Regions from separate parts of the Capsicum annuum genome. Here region 2 is linked to region 1. A link is a contact called in public Hi-C data. All regions are on one chromosome and are shown on one strand. The core of a region is the stretch at or near the end of the contact, and the rest is flanking DNA. Distances in the headings are between cores, read along the strand shown.

The links. A called contact is a pair of places that touch in the nucleus more often than the background predicts.
Region 2: a contact with region 1 is called in a Hi-C map of leaf, with 4 times the contacts expected there. The contact joins the promoter of LOC107863764 here to the promoter of LOC124896696 in region 1. A contact is called at or near these places in 2 of 5 Hi-C or Micro-C datasets (leaf and placenta).

What each region holds. Positions count from the first base shown.
Region 1 is chr3:103,848,804-103,853,090 of UCD10Xv1.1, reverse strand. LOC124896696 reads left to right here and starts at 1,840. Exons shown (of 2, transcript XM_047408400.1): 1 at 1,840-2,333; 2 at 2,510-2,699. The coding sequence starts at 1,840. The coding sequence ends at 2,699.
Region 2 is chr3:103,989,707-103,993,987 of UCD10Xv1.1, reverse strand. It overlaps LOC107863764, which reads left to right and starts at 2,486. Exons shown (of 10, transcript XM_016709895.2): 1 at 2,486-3,076.

The DNA.
Region 1 (4,287 bases), core at 591-3,090:
GTCTTCACTGACCAATCTAGCCGGTAAATTTGCTCTGACAAACAATAGCCGCGTCATCGCATTCACTGGACCAATCTAGCCGGTGAATTTGCTCCAACAAATAATAGCGAATTCCCTAAAACGCATAACAAGGTTAGAAATCAAATTCAAAGCAACTCAATAAAGAAACTATTTTTTTCAATTGTACTAATAAGTAAATGGGACCTTATTACTCCCATAAAACAATCAAGAATTGGATTAGATCCCAGAAAATGATAAATTTTAAACACAGCAAAAGAAAAAAAAACCATAATCCAAAAATATAGATAATTCAAGTTAATACCTCTATAAAACAATCAAGAATTGAATTAAACCCCAGAAATTGATAAATTTTAAACACTCAAAAAAAGAAAAAAGAAAATCCATAATTCAAAAACACAGATAATTCTAGTTATTACTCCCATAAACAATCAAGAATTGGATTAAAATCCACAATTGATAAATTTTAAACACTCCAAAAAAATAAATGAAAAAACCCATAAACCAAAAACATAGATAATTCAAATCCAAAAACCCATCCTCTTCAAGTTGATCATGAAGAGGACAGAGAGAAAACGATTAGTTAAAAAGAAAATGAAAAAGAAAGAGGAAGAGAAACAGATTATTTAAAATAAAATTTGTTTATTAAAATTTTTTAGAGGCCCTCAGTGCCACTTGGCACGTTTTCATTTGTTATTTAGTCAAAAAATCATGCTTCACGCGCTCCTACTGAGTGGACAACACACGGAGTGCCATTTAGCAAAAAAGGCCCGATTGGATCAAATTCGGGTGGGTTAGGAGCCTGATAGGTCTAGTTGAGGAGTCTAAGTGAATTTTTGAGACAAGTTTAGGTGCCTAGCGATGACTTTAAGCCTATATATATATACATATTTATATACAAACACACACACATATATATACATACACACTAGTGGTGATAGGCCCATGCTGAGCACGAACCCAATATGTTAAGATTAAAATTTTTAAATTATTATAAAAGTAGTGAAATAAGATTACTTTATGAAAAAACCCTAATTGCCGTCTAATACCTCACATTTTGATTGATAACTAGATCGGATTATGGCCTTAATGGTCGTTGGCCATCCTCCTCCAGTTATGGAGACTGGGCTAGCTACAACATCTATGCTTGGAATTATAGAAAATCCAGAAACTACATATGCTGATACTATCAAACCTTTACCTCAGACTCATAAGCCCATACCTTTGAAGCAGATTGCATATTTACATGGAGAGCTCAGAGTGGTTTGGAAGGATGAGGAGATTAATCGAATGATGATTAATGAAGACTTACAATATGTAGTGATTGTCAAGAACTCATACGGATGGCCTGAAATTCAAGATTTGAGGAGATTGATAACCAACCAAAGTGAATTGAAAGGGATATTGGGCTATTGAGAAATAGATACATCTTAATTAGGGAAACAAGATTGGATGATTATGTACACTTACTCTCCAAAACTCAATTCTATATCACACATAATTATTGGTCTTACCCAATGCGTACTTTGAAGTGGGATCCATTATTTGACCCTGAGGAGCAAACTTCTATTGCTATTGCATGGATTTCGGTTCCAGTATTACCACCAAACTTTTTTTGGAAGGAGGTAATGTTCTCATTAGCTGTGGCAGTAGGGAAACCTTTACAAGTGGACCTTGCTACTCAAAATAAAACAAGGCCTAGTTGTGCAAGCGTTAAGGTAGAAGTAGATCTACTGGGAGCGTTCCCAAAAAGAATCAATGTTGGTATGAGAATGAAAACAGGAGAAATCAAGGAGAAGTAGGTGAACATCACATACAATTATGAGCGGAAATATTGTAAACTGCAAGCTCCAGGGTCATAATAAGAAAGAATGTTATATCCTACGCCCTGATTTATATTCTAAAGAGGAAGAAAAAGATACCAAGGAGAAGACACAAGAGGAACAACATCATGGAAATAGGGAAGATTTAAATAATGAGGAAGATAAAAGAACACTAGAAGATAAAGGAAAAAAGAAGCTTCATAATGAGTTCCAGGAACAAAGAAGAAAAGATCGATATAGAAGAGGTAGACACAATCATAAGGGGAGAATGGGGATGACATGGAACCTAAAACCACAAGACTTGACAACTAATAATAAATTTAAAGCACTGGGGGACAACATGGAGAATATGGGGAAGGATAATGGGGAGAAAGCAAATAATTCCAATAAGGAGAGTGAAGACAAAGAAAAACAGGCAGAGAAACAACTAGAGAAGGAGTCTAATATAGGCTCTAGCATAAAAAACAAGCAGTATAATGGACATGAATCAAGGTGAAACTAATAATGTTGATGAAGGTAGAATGTTGTCAGTTAATTCATCAAAATCACCAGAGAAAAATATACAAGATGAAAAAGAGAGTGAAACAGATGATAATACAAAACATGTTAAAGGGAATATACAAGAAGAAACTAATAAGAGAGAAGTAATAAATGCTTCACAACAACAGTCCTTCTGGACATCAACCAGAAAAAAGTGAAGAAGAGGTTGCATTACAACAGGAGGGTCCAAAAATCAACACACTTAATAAACATGAGATTACAGAAAAGCAGGTTAATGAAGAGGATGATTACATGAAGACAAATATAAAAGAAGTCCGCAAGGAGAAAGAAAGTCTTTTACCTCTGATCAATGATTAACAAAGTGCTTTTTTGGAATATTAGGTCTGTAAGAACTTAAAATGCTTTTGAGAGTCTTATGGACCTGTAGAAGGTATATCATTATTCATACATTGTACTTTTTGAACCATTTCAAATCCCTCCAGAAATAAAAAGTTACAGACTAAAATTAGGGTTAAAAAATGCTAGAGTGAGTTCTTCATCAAAGATTTGGATTTTTTAGGATAATGATTGGGAAGAAAAAACTTGTGTAGACTCAGTTCAACAAATCACAATGACTTACCAGCTTAGAGGTGGAGCAGAATATGTCAAGATTACAACGGTGTTAGCTAGATGTAGTGCTTTGGACAAGTTGGAGTTATGGGAAGATTAGAAGGCATTGCTTAGCAAACAAATGTGCCATAGTTAGTAGGTGGGTACTTCAATATAATTGCTGATGAATTAGAGAGCTAGGAGGCCTACCAGTTACTCAATAAGAGACATCTGATTTCATTTATTGTATGAGTGTATTCTTTCTTAATGAGAACAGATTCATTGGAAGGTGTTATACTTAGTGGAATGGAACAATAGCAGAAGACAGTATTTCTAAGAGACTTGATAGAGTTTTTGGAAATAATGACTTTGTGCAGATGCTTCCAAATAGTGAGGTACATCACCTTATTAGGCAATGTTCAGATCATGCACCATTACATGTGATATGCAATGACGCCAGGAGTACATCATGAAACCTTTTAGATTTTTTGAACAAAGCATAAAGAGTTCAAACAAGTGGTGGAAGAAAGTTGGGTTACTGAGGCAACTGGATCACCATTTATTATTTTCCAGACAAAAATAAAGAAAGTCAAGAGTAACATGAATACTGGGAGCAAAAGACTTTTGGTAACATATTTCAGAAAATTGCAACTTTAGAGGATATTATAAAGGTAAAGAAAGTTTAGATAGAAGTAAATACTAATGAGAAGAGTAGAAGTGAATTGAAGTTAGCTAAAACAAATATTGAGGAGAAATATTGGAAACAAAAAGCTGGGATGAGATAGTTTACAGATGGTGATAAGAACACTAAATTCTTCTATACTTTTGTGAAAGAAAAAAGAAGAAAGATGCAGATAAAGGAAATTCTCACAATGCAAGAGGATATGATTAACTCATCTCAAAATATTGGTGAAGAAGCTGTGAATGTGTTCAAGGAGGGACCAGAACCAGCCAATTATGATATGATTAATTGTATTCCAGTTTTGATTAATAAGGAGGATAATGCGGAAATGGAAAGAATGCCAGTTGAAGAGGAGGTAAAGAAAGTAATTTTCTTACTCAATGCAGATAATGCTAGTGGACCAGATGGATTCTCAAGGCAGTTTTTTCAAGCAAGCTGGGAGATCATAGGCAAAGATATTACCAATATGGTTAGAGCTTTTTTCTATGGATTTGAACTTCCAAGGTATGTGAAACATACCAATTTGGTAATTCCCCCAAAAGAAGTGGTGAATAACTTTGGTGATCTGAGACCTATCGGTCTAAGTACTTTAGTAATAATATAATTTCAAGAATTATTCATGATATAATAGTGAAACCTCTCTACTTCATCTGAGGTAGTGGTATGATCAGCGTA
Region 2 (4,281 bases), core at 1,237-3,736, 140 kb before region 1:
AAAACCATAGGGAAAGCTTGAGACAAAGCCATTGTCCTCAGTGTTTTCAACCATATAACAACGGATCCATTCAGCTGAGTTGATTTTATATTTCTTTAACACATAGTAGAGGACAGGGATATTTCTAATGGAAATGAAACTAAGAGAGCTCTTTCGTGGAAGAAGAATAGTTGCTATAATGTGAGCAAGAATGTGGTTCTCAAAACACATAGATGATGGACCAAAATAAGAAGGCCAAACACATCGACAGGCCCCACAACTTGGCACCATCTTCCACTTTAGCACCTCAAGTATACGTTGTTTACTTTAGGCACCACAAGTAGCATATAGGTGTGTTATCTTGACACTTTTTGTACAATCCGCAAAAATATATCCTATGTGTGTATTACATGCGCTATGGCATGTAAAGTGACCAATGTGACGTGTAAAGTGGCCAATAATAATGGGACATTTGTCATTTTTATCCAAATAATTTTTAAATAATTAATTTCAATAAAAAAATAATCAAACCCCTCTATCCACCCCCACCGCGAACCCCATCTTCTCCAAACAACTCATCCCCCCTCCCACCGCCTACCCAAATCACCTTCTCCAAACACCCCAATACCCCACCCCCTCCCTACCTACGAATGATCTTCTCCAAAATACCCAGTGCCCCCACTCTCAAATCATCTTCTCCAAAATACCCTAGCGCCTTCCCCTTCCTCCATTTTGTACACCATTAATAACATTATTTTTTTTCAAGCAAATAATAACTTCAAGCATTAATGATTGACAAAAATGGTGGGAAAACTTTTTGAAAAAATAAGCTTCAAATTCAAAAAAATGGTGGAAAAAATTTCTGGACTTTCCCTTTTTTTCTGTTAATTCGATCAAAGAAGAGAAAATTATTTTAAGAAGGGAACCCATTTAAAGAAATAAGAATGGTTAAAATCAACAGAAGGAAAAATCAACCATTTTTGTTTCTTAAAAGTAATCATTCTTATTTCTTGATTTCTTATTTCTTAATTTCTTGTTTCTTAAAGAAGAGACATTCTTGATTTAACCATTCTTGTTTTTTGATTTCTTGTTTCTTAAAGAAGGAAAATTATTGATTTTTGTTAAAATCAACCATTCTTATTTCTTAAAATCAAGCAAATAGCGGATTATTATATGTTGATTTTAATTGATTAATTTGTACTGGTAAATATTTTTCACAGATCCGCTGTGTCCATAATTTTCACCATTAAACAAGCTTAAGATTGATACAAATGATGGATAAAAATGAGGAATAGGGTATAAATTAATAGAGATAAGTTGATATACTGTTTGTGGGCTAATTTGGATGCCACATCAACCGAAAAAGGGCATCCATGCGCATTTGGGTAAGTGAAACACACACATCATGCCAACTCTGCAAAAGGTATCAAAATGACACACCCGTATGTTGGTTGAGGTGTCTAAAGTGAACAACATCCACTTGAGGTGCCAAAGTGAAAGATCGTGCCAAGTTGAGGGGCATGTCGATGTGTTTGGCCAAATAAAAAAGATCCTCTCTAGAAAGTGCAATAAAAACTTTAGCTTCTTCTAGTAAAACTCCAAGATCTTCAGGCTAGGTTCCAAACATAAAAGGAATATTGCTAGAAAATTTGGTCCCTAAAATATCTTCAAATAGTTAATCATTCACGATAATGGGGTTTTCTAGGACAAAAGTTTCAAGTTCTCCCATGTGTTTAGACATTAGCATAAAACAAACACACAGGTTCTTCATACATTTCCAAACATACAATTGAAGCAGCAGACAAGTTTCTAAGCCTTGAGAAAATTATTGACAGAAAATTTGATGTACATGAGTTGCCCTAAAGTTACTATCCTTCCAAACAAACCGATTTTTGAAGACAGAGTATCTGCTATTTTGTTCACAACCCAGTAGAGATGCATATTAGCTGGGTTGAAAACTAGTTTAATGGTGCTGAAACTCACCCCAATCCTCTAGATTCTAACCCAACCATGACAGCAGGTCTCAAAATGATATTATTGACTTATAACAAGGTTTCAATATGCATAACCTGTGAGCGTCTTGATACTGTGTTTGCTTATCCCGTCTTTAAACACTGCAAAACAAAAATTCTCATACAGATGAGACTTCACTTGCTCAACTGATGACAACTGGGTGTTAATTTATATTCCCTCAGTCTCAAATTACCCGTCCCAAATTGAGATGATACATTGATTAAGAAAAATAATTAATAACATAGCTAGTTTACCATAGTACCCCTATTAAATTATGTTTATATTTTAATTTGAAGAAAAAGTAATTAATGCAAAGGGTAAAACATGAGAATTTTTTTTATCTCTTCCTGGTTAATGAAAAAAATAAGTAAAATAAGAAATCAAATTATAAAATTTGGGAAAACTAATTTGGGACGGAGGGAGTACTACATATCACCATCGAATGCTCAAATTTGCCAAGTTATATATTTTCCTCACCATGGGTTGCTTCTGCATTTTCAAATACACTAAGTCATTTCATAAATAAAGGATAATTTGACAACAATAATTTATTATAAATATAGTTTTGTGTTGAAAAAGATTTTTCTTTTTTGCATTTGATTCTTGAAGATAAAAATGGATGTTTGTAACTTTTCCCCAATAATAGAAAATCTTCTTCTGCTCAAAATACTTTTTTAATTAACCAAACATCTCAAATAAACAAATTTAGCACCATGAAATTTAGCCAAACATGCTGTAAGAATTTTTTATTTTTTTTTGGATTCAAGACAAACAATGAGCCGTGTAATACATTGGGACCGGGAGTAGCCGACTTTGCGCATAAATTTATTTAAGACCTAAGCTGTCAGTTTCGTTGAACATTTTAGTAGGGACGTCGTATTATCATCAGCAGTGTGGATAAAGATAGATATTACCTATTCTTGCTTTTCTCTCTCTTACACACCTATCACCATCTACCCACCTAAAACACCATTTAGTTTCTTACTATTTCACTAATCTAATTCTATGTATAATATCCTCTGATTTTGTCCTTCTTTTTTGGGAGCTCGATCTTTGCTATCATCTGTGTTCTCTTCTTCCCAAGGTCAGAAATTTGTATTTTGTCTATATTTTCTGCAATCTGGATGCATATATTTATGTTTGTTATACCAGTTTTGTTTTTTAATTTCTTTTTCAAAAATGTCAATTGCTGTGTGGAATATTAAGGTTCATTTGCTTGTTATGCTCGCTCTGGTTTATACGTCTTGAGGCATTCATTATGCATAATTGATCTCGTTGTACTGTACCACTCTTCAAGTTCGCCGTTTTAGGGTTTGATTAAATTGTGGAACCCGGTTATAAACGTTTTCAGAAGCTAAAAGAAGTAGTTTTTCCCTAACATTCTGTTTGGATGTTGGTTTGTCATGGTTTCATAATGGTACAGTATGGTATGGTAGATTACATGTTTGGATTGATGTATCGTTCATTACTGTTTAATAATAATTTTTTTTTATTTATTTTGGTTTGTGGGTAAAAATTATAACATATTAAAATTGTAAATAATATGGGGTAAAGGGTAAAGTAGGAATAGAAAATATTATATGAGGGCATAATTGAAAAAATAAATAAAAAAACCATGCAAAACCACCAAATCGGTGGTTCAAAAAATTGGCCTATTCCATGTTTCCCAAACCATGAAATGTTACCATACCATACCATGCCTTTTAAAAAACAATCAAAACAAACATGGTACCCATACCATACCATACCACAGAAAACCACCATCCAAACAACCTGTAAAACCACTTTCTTGAAAAAGGCTTTTGACTAAAATAAGCTTATTTTAGAAGTTTGGCCAAATACGCTATAACTGGCTGGAACTAATTCACCTCTTTTGTACTCCGCACGTTCATAATTAGGATCCAAAATATTCTAGCTGGCAATATAGTTTAAAGTTGGAAGCGTCTTCCTTCACTCATATATCCTAGGTTTGGGAATAGTAAAATTTAGTTTCTTTTTGATTGAGTTCATTTCATTGATTGAAATCTGTATTTTGTTGAATATGTAATTGGTATTTGGAATGCTTTAATATCGGCAACATCTAATAAGCTTATGTGCATGCTTCTATGTGAAGTAATGTATATGCCCGGAAGATTAACCAATTATAGCAGGTTTTTTACTTTATTTTCCCCGCAGGAACATCCACAATAGATCTAGTGCGCTTGACAAGATCTCCTCCTTTAAGATACCAAATTATGCTTACTGTTGACACTTTCCTGCTGTACGTCAAAATTAACTTTTGGTGCTAAA